Regions from separate parts of the Mus musculus genome. Here region 2 is linked to region 1. A link is a contact called in public HiChIP or PLAC-seq data. All regions are on one chromosome and are shown on one strand. Each heading gives the region's core, a stretch centred on a gene start, on an enhancer-like site or on the middle of the called end of the contact. The rest is flanking DNA. Distances are from core to core; before and after follow the strand shown.

What was found. HiChIP or PLAC-seq counts read pairs in DNA pulled down with a chosen protein or histone mark.
Region 2: an H3K27ac HiChIP or PLAC-seq map of embryonic stem cells shows a contact between it and region 1, with 8 read pairs. The contact joins the promoter of Tdrd6 here to the enhancer-like site in region 1. A contact is called at or near these places in 2 of 39 promoter capture datasets (cranial neural crest and liver), 3 of 115 datasets of contacts at active chromatin or transcription factors (embryonic stem cells and large pre-B cells) and 2 of 9 other capture datasets (embryonic stem cells and liver).

What each region holds. Positions count from the first base shown.
Region 1 is chr17:43,034,484-43,038,269 of GRCm38.p6, forward strand. It overlaps Tnfrsf21 (tumor necrosis factor receptor superfamily, member 21), which reads left to right. Exons shown (of 6, transcript NM_178589.3): 2 at 3,112-3,763. Among named protein-coding and RNA genes, the nearest start is that of Tnfrsf21, 20 kb to the left of the region's middle. Within about 2 kb of position 1,833, at least 36 of the 459 cell types and tissues checked have an H3K27ac peak or open chromatin away from gene starts, as enhancers often do. A contact at or near this core is called in embryonic stem cells, where this site is marked.
Region 2 is chr17:43,628,139-43,631,924 of GRCm38.p6, forward strand. Tdrd6 (tudor domain containing 6) reads right to left here and starts at 2,161. Exons shown (of 5, transcript NM_001161366.1): 1 at 1-2,161. The coding sequence starts at 2,017.

The sequences.
Region 1 (3,786 bases), core at 583-3,082:
GTGTTTGCGTGTGTCTGGGCTCTCATGTGTGGTTCCATGTGCACATGGAGCCCCAAGGTTGACATTGGGAGCCATTCTCAATTGCTCTTCCTTCCTATTTGGCGAGGCAGGTGCTTAAGCCAAACCCAGAGCTCAGTGATATGTGTCATCTCTCTAGCCTGTTTCTTCTAGGGATCCGCTGACACCTCTGTGATGGAATTACAGGTAGACTGATGTATCCACTTGATACACACTCTTCCCGGGCAATTTCAGTTTTATACTCAAAAGCCGGAAACTATGTTAGATCTCTCTGACCTGTCTTAGCCATGTCTATACACATGGTGGGGGTTGGGAGAGGAATCAAGGGTCTTAATTGGAAGGACCCAGCCTCGGTTTTCTTGACTCTCACTATCCATGACCTTGTCTCCCCTTTCCCATTTGTTTGTCTTCTCCTCTAGGGTTAGCTTTCACTATAATCTTTTTATATTGTGCAGGGGCCATCTTTAAATATTGTCTTCCATTTGGTCTATTTCTGCCCAGATCCATGGGGTTAGAGGGAAGAGCTAATGTGTGAGGTGCACATATGTGCATGTGTGGATGTGCGTGCGTGCGTGCGTATATGTGTGTGAACTATGTATGTATGTATGTATGTATGTAGAGGCATGTTCTCAGGTAGCTCAAGTGACTCTCAAACTTGACGTGTAGCCAAAGATAGCCTTGAACTCCTGATCCTCCTACCTCAGCTTCTCAAGTGTTGGGTTTACAAACTTGCGCCATCACAAGGGGATATTGTTTTGTTTTGGGACAAAGTTTCTTTATGTAGCTCAGACTGGTCTGGATCCTGTGATCCTCTTGTCTGAGTCTCCCTAGTACCGGCAAGTACTTCCACAACTTGGAAGGGGAAACTCTTGTTTAGATACAGTTTTTCCTTCTTCTTCTTTAAATAGCACAGTGGGATTAGCTATTGACTCTGGAATTGGGAGAGACTTTAGAGGACCCTGTAGTCTTGTTTGAGTAATAAGCTCTGCTCTCAACAGGCCTTCCCTCTGATTAGGCTTTGCAAAGCAGAGCTGCTCTGTTTGAGACAGAAGTGAGGGGGCTTGGAGCCTACCTCCCATTGCTCCTTGGCAAGAGGCAGCCCTGTGATTTTTGTCCAGTTCAGCGCTTGCTTCTTGTCCCACTGGTTTCTTCCTCCATCCACTTCGCTAAACACAGTTAATTCACACTCTCCTTTATTCTGTTTGCAGGAGATAGATGAGGTAATTTTATAGGTCAGCATTATAGTCCCTTAAAAACTGATAAAGGAGCCAGGCATGGTTGTGCAAACTAGCCCAGCTCCGTGGCTCATACCTGTAATCCCAGCAGCAACTGGAGAGTCTGAGTCAGGATTTCCACGAGGCCAGCCTGGGTTATAAAATAAGACTCTATCTCAAAACAAAATATCTTCAAAATAATTTTACCCCCACGAAATCAAGAATCCCAAATGGAGCAAGCATGGTATAGAGTGTAGGGAATGTGCAGTTGCTGGGTGGGGTTTGAACACAGCTAAGTGACCCCAACAAGTCAGACATCAGGAAAGAACCTACCATCCCTGTCTTAGAACAAAAGTCTGGACCCTTGTCTAGTCTGGTGGGTGTTGTCAGCAATGTGCACACTCAGGGTGGCTCCCTGGATCAGGAGCCCTGGGTGGGGAAGGCTGGGGTTGAGGCTCCATTTCCTAGAGCTTTGTGTATCTCCCCAGGGTGCACACTTTTGAGTCTACAGTGGGGGTGGGGCACTAATCTTGTACTCGGGCTCCATTGGACAGATGGTTTCCTCCACCCTGGGCATCTGCTGAACTCCGGATAGGGTGTCTGGGCTGGTTGTGCAAGTAGAGGGAGCAGGAAAAGGAAGGGCCAAGCCAAACGCTGAGAGAGGAGACTTACCACCAAGTAGCAGGATCTTCTCTTTCTCAATTTCCAATATGAAATTAAATTTCCCAACAAGAAAACCAACCACTATCCATCGCCAACCACCTCTGCCCCTACTTTCAGACTCAGAAGGAAGAAAACTAAGTATATCGTAAACTCTAAGGAGGAAACCTCAAGAACCGGTGAGAGGCGGGGAAGTACCCTGGCCCCACATAACTGTGGGGTTGGGAAAAGAATAGACTGGGGTCAAGTTTCGAGATGCTAAGAAGACAGACTCTTGATCACCTTGCAAGCAGTTTTTTTTCTTTTTCTTTTGCTTTGTTCTTTCAGTTACCGATGTAGCTGTAAATCTGTAAATCTAGAAGGAATTTGTTCGGTAGCTGGTAGCTTGGGGCAGCCATGATTTTCATACAAATTTCTCCATCTCACTGAGGATGGCAAAGACTATCAGGGCCTTCATTTTGACAGCCCCAGGGAAGCAGTCACTCTAGTCTTTTGCTCCCTGCTTCTCTTTCACAGCATCTCAGGACTTGGAACTTGGGATACCCCCAGGTGTGTGTGTGTGTGTGTGTGTGTGTGTGTGTGTGTGTGTGTGTGTGTGTGTGGTTTGTCCAGACAGGGTGTCTCCATGTAGCCCTGGCTATCTTAGAACTCAATTGGTAGACCAGACTAGCTCCAAACTCAGAGATCCGCCTGCTTCTGCCTCCCAAGTGCTGGGATTAAAGGCATATGCTACCACACCCAACGGGTCCTCCAAGTTTTTAATCTGGAAGTTGGTGAAACTCTGACCTGCTGGGTGAAGTTTTTATTTTAGAACATGAACACTGAGTTATTCTTGCTGGACCCAAGCTCAATGGGTAGATTTCTCAATGGATGCCTGCAGGGATTGTGTCTATCGGTTGTGGCCTTCAGAGACTGGACAAACTGCGTTTGAATCTAAAAGCACCAGCTCCATTGTTTAATGCACATAACAGGACTGTCAAAAGTATGGCTGTTTGTTAAAACAAAACAAAACAAAACAAAACAAAACAAAAGTTTATCATCAGGTATGCAGGTGCTATAGAAATGACAACTTTGGCACACACCTCCCTCTTTCTGATGTCAAGTTGGTGTGGTACCCGCCAGATCTTGAACAGTGGTGATGACCTGTTATTGCTGTTGCTGTTGCTGTTGCTCTGTTCGCCTCTGCTCCTCTATCTGACACCTCTCTTATTTCTTTCAGCTTGGATTCCTCAGCACCATCACAGCTCAACCAGAACAAAAGACTCTGAGTCTCCCTGGCACCTACCGCCATGTTGACCGTACCACTGGCCAGGTGCTAACCTGCGACAAGTGCCCAGCAGGAACGTACGTCTCCGAGCACTGTACCAACATGAGCCTGCGAGTCTGCAGCAGCTGCCCCGCGGGGACCTTTACCAGGCACGAGAACGGCATAGAGAGATGCCATGACTGTAGTCAGCCATGTCCATGGCCGATGATTGAGAGATTACCTTGTGCTGCCTTGACTGACCGAGAGTGCATCTGCCCACCTGGAATGTATCAGTCTAATGGTACCTGCGCTCCCCATACAGTGTGCCCCGTGGGCTGGGGTGTGCGGAAGAAAGGGACAGAGAATGAAGATGTGCGCTGTAAGCAGTGCGCTCGGGGTACCTTCTCTGACGTGCCTTCCAGTGTGATGAAGTGTAAAGCTCACACGGACTGTCTGGGTCAGAACCTGGAGGTGGTCAAGCCAGGGACCAAGGAGACAGACAACGTCTGTGGCATGCGCCTGTTCTTCTCCAGCACAAACCCACCTTCCTCTGGCACAGTTACCTTTTCTCACCCTGAGCATATGGAATCCCACGATGTCCCTTCCTCCACCTATGAGCCCCAAGGTAACTCAACCCCACGAATTGCT
Region 2 (3,786 bases), core at 911-3,410, 590 kb after region 1:
TGGCAAAGCCAGCTTGAGCGATGACCTTACTAATGTTTTCCTCCCCCATTCTGGATTCATCCAGGATCTCTATGACATATTGGTGATCCTGCTTATCAAGAACATGGACCACCAATTCTTTGTGGAGTACCGTCTTTTTAAAAAATGAGGTGGCTTCCTGGCTCCAAGTTTTCCCCAGAGGCCAGATGTCAGCCAGGGTGCACTTCAGAGCCAGTATCGGTAGCTGTCTAAACTGAGGCAACAACATTCTCACATCACACCAGTCCACATTCTCAGAGTTGCCCCGGTCCACCAGGAACACATCCACACTCTTGCTGTCTAATCGGGTGACCGTGGCTCGGTAATAGCCATTTTCTTTCCATTTTACACAGCAAAGGTCATCCGGTTCTGGTCTCAAAATAACCCCATCCAGCTTACTGGCAGAAGAATAGAAACTGCACATTCTCTTCGTCAGCTTGCTGAAGGTGTTCTTGTGCTTTCTAAGGCGAATCCAGAACTCCGAAGGGCTCTTCACGAACTCCACCTGGGCGTCATAGAAGGTGTTCATCTTCAGCCTGATGGATCTCAAGGAGGGGAGGGAAACTTCCGCCTCCATTTCCTCAGCGGGGGACTGAGACTGAAACGCTGCCTCCACTTCGTCCTCATCTTCCTCCTCTTCCTCCTCTATCCCCTGGCTCTGAAGAAACCAGTCAGCCAGGCAACAGGATTGTACTCCGAATGCACTGTTGAGATTAATCCCATCTTCCCCATACAGGGTGACATAATACATATGCTCAAAGGAACAGTAAAATTCAATCTTCGCATTCACTGCCTGGCCCAGGATCAGAGCTTTCAGATCACCTACTTGGGACCGGGACCAGCCTCTCCCGCAGTCCCAGAGTCCGTACAACGCACAAGGGTAGGTCACCACAGGCATTCGAAAATACTCCGGCAGCAGATAGCGGAGGCTGCTGCAGCTTACTAGTTCTTTCCTTCCGTAATCGACGTGAAGCACCTGAGCACAGCGCTGAGGCCTGAAGGTCTCAAGCAAGAGAGCCCGGTACCACTGTCCGTCCAAGCCACAGGAAGCACATGGAGATCCCGGTTTGTCAGGGCTCTCCTCCCTCTCCTCCCAGGTGGCACTGCCAGAGTCCTCATCATCTGTCCCCACAGGCGCCCGGTATACCTGGGCCATGCTCTCAGAGAGACGGTGGATCTCCTGCGAGAGGCTCCGCAGTTGACAGTGAATTCGGTGGGGATGGCATACTTGGGTTACTACCACCGGCTCCGTCACTCCCAGCTGCAGTTGGGGATAAAAGTAATCCAACCCAGGATGCTCTTGTTTGGGCGCGGCTCGCGGGAGAACTGGAGCTCCGGAGCTGCCCTGCCCTGCCGCAGTCAGGTAGCGTTTGAGCAGCGAACAGAAGAGGCTGTCCGGCACTTGCCGGGCCAGACCCAGCTCCTCCATCTGCTGAGACACAACTGGCACCTCCAGCAGCACCAGGCGATGGAGGAGCAACACATCCAGGACCCGTCCGTGCACCTCCTTGCCCTGCAGGTTGCTAAGGAAATCCACAGCCCTGGGGGACCATTGCTGGGGTTCGCCACCGCCAGTGCCACCACCGCCCGCGGGCACCAGCCCTGCTAGCACACAGCCCAGCACCTCGGAGGGCAGGTGGAAGAACTCGCTACGCCCTGGCGCCAGCGAGCCCGCGCCCGCCGTGATGGTGCGGCCCTCATCCAGCAGGAAGACGCGGCTGTCTTGCGCCTGGCGGCTGACCACGCGGCAGCGGTGCCACATGAGCCCCACCTGCACCAGGCACAGCTCTCCCGGCGATGCCGACGCCCCACCCAGCGCCCAGGGACCGCGCGTGGCTGCTGCCTCCTGGATCTCCCGGCTCAGCCGCACGTACTCCTCCCGCCGCTGACCCACCAGTCCCCACAGCTGCACTGGGATCACCTCGGGATGCACGTCCACGAAGGACACCCGCAGGGCCAGCGAGGCCCCGGGAGTGGGCAGCCCCGGAGTCGAACTCATGGCTGCGGCCAACCGAGAGCTGCTCCGAGCGTCCGGAGACGGTCCCACCGGGCCAGGTCCGGGGCACCGAGGCAAGGGGAAGGACGCCCGGAGAGGCGATCCTTCGTCCAGGCGCCCGGCGCAGGGCCTCGGGGACTCGCGACTGGTAGCAGCCGGCGGCCGGCCAACCGCCCACAGTGCCTCGCAGGCTCAGATAGCGCGTGGCTGCCTGCCTTCTCGGCGCGGGGGGTTTCAAGGCGACCAAGGGGTGGCTTCCTGGCGCAGGGGACGCCTGGGGACTACCAGCAAGCCTGTGCGGGACAGGGTTAGGATGTGCACTGCTTCTTTCCAGGATGCTTTTGACTCCGGGGGAGTTCAGTGGCAATGCCTGGCAGAGATCCAGTAGGATCGCAGGGGCTGGACTCCCCCTCGGTTTCAATTTTCTCACAGTGGATGGAGCACCGAGCGCCAAGCACGGTGCCAGCCATTGGAGTTCTCGAAGAGAAACTGGGAAGGGGAAAAAAATGGATGCGTCAACGGTGCCTTCCTGGGCGTTGAGGCTGGAACTTTCCTGGTTCTAGGCAAGGCCTAGTTCAGGCCCAGCAGTGCGCTTGCGCCTTGCAGGGCCCGGATGAATTTTTCCCCCCACCTGGTGCGTTGGAGACCTGGAGCAGGTTGCCAGAGCCTCTGTAATCTATGACCCTGTTTCGTGTCTGAATGACAGATCCCTTTAGGCGCTTAATATAAAGTCTGAGGTCTACGGTTTCTTCTCAGCACTTTGTCTGGCATGGCTTTCTTCCCTCCTTCCCTTGTTGCCTAGCTACATGCAGCTAGGGCACCTAACTTTGAAGATAGATACTCTATGGATTCAAAGTGAGCACACAAGTAGATCCACCCCGCAGCACACATATCACCCCCCCACCCCCCCAAACCAAGAGGACTGGGTTATTTCTGCAAACTCTTGGCCTGTCTATTGTATCAAATGTCTTCGCCTAATTTACCATAGAAATCTCTGACAAGGGTGATAGAAGCGGTATGGAAAATGCAGGTATAATTTGAGGTGCGCCTACTAGTCAATTGCATTCGATTTGTTGTGCATTCGCAAAGTTGTATACATCCCCAGAGGACTTTCCGGTTTGCCTATACATCTCATCTCACTTCAGGTTTCAGAATACAAGAAAACAAGACAGCGCTTAATTGTGCCCCTGGCCTAACTAAATTGCAGTGGGTTCCAGATTAGAAGCTACCTACGCTTGTAATCTCCTCGAACGGTTTCTTTCCCCATCATTGTGTTGCAAATTGTTATCTGATTTCCCACTAGCCCACATGGGGGGGGGGGAGGAAATGAAATGCACAGTAGCTATTGAATGAACAAATCTGATTTTCCGAAGCTTTCGCTTCTCCACGTTGAGCTTATCCTTGAAAAGTTCATTTTCATTTCCTCCTTTTCCCCAATTCTTTTTTTTTTTTTCTCTTTATGGAAGAAAAACACACATTGAATTAAAATAAATCCTTAGCAGGGATCTGGAGAGACGGCTCAGAGGTTAAGATGATCTACTGCCCTTGCAGAGGATACAGTTTCAAATCCTATCCTTCTATCCACCATGGGTAGCTCACAACTGCTTACAACTCTGGCTCTAGATAATCGTATGCCCTCTTCTGGACTCCATGAACACACACACACACACACACACACACACACACACACACACACACAAATAAATCTTGGGACTGGAAAGTTGGGTTAGAAGACCTCAGTACTCACATGGTTGCTTACAATTATCTTTAAA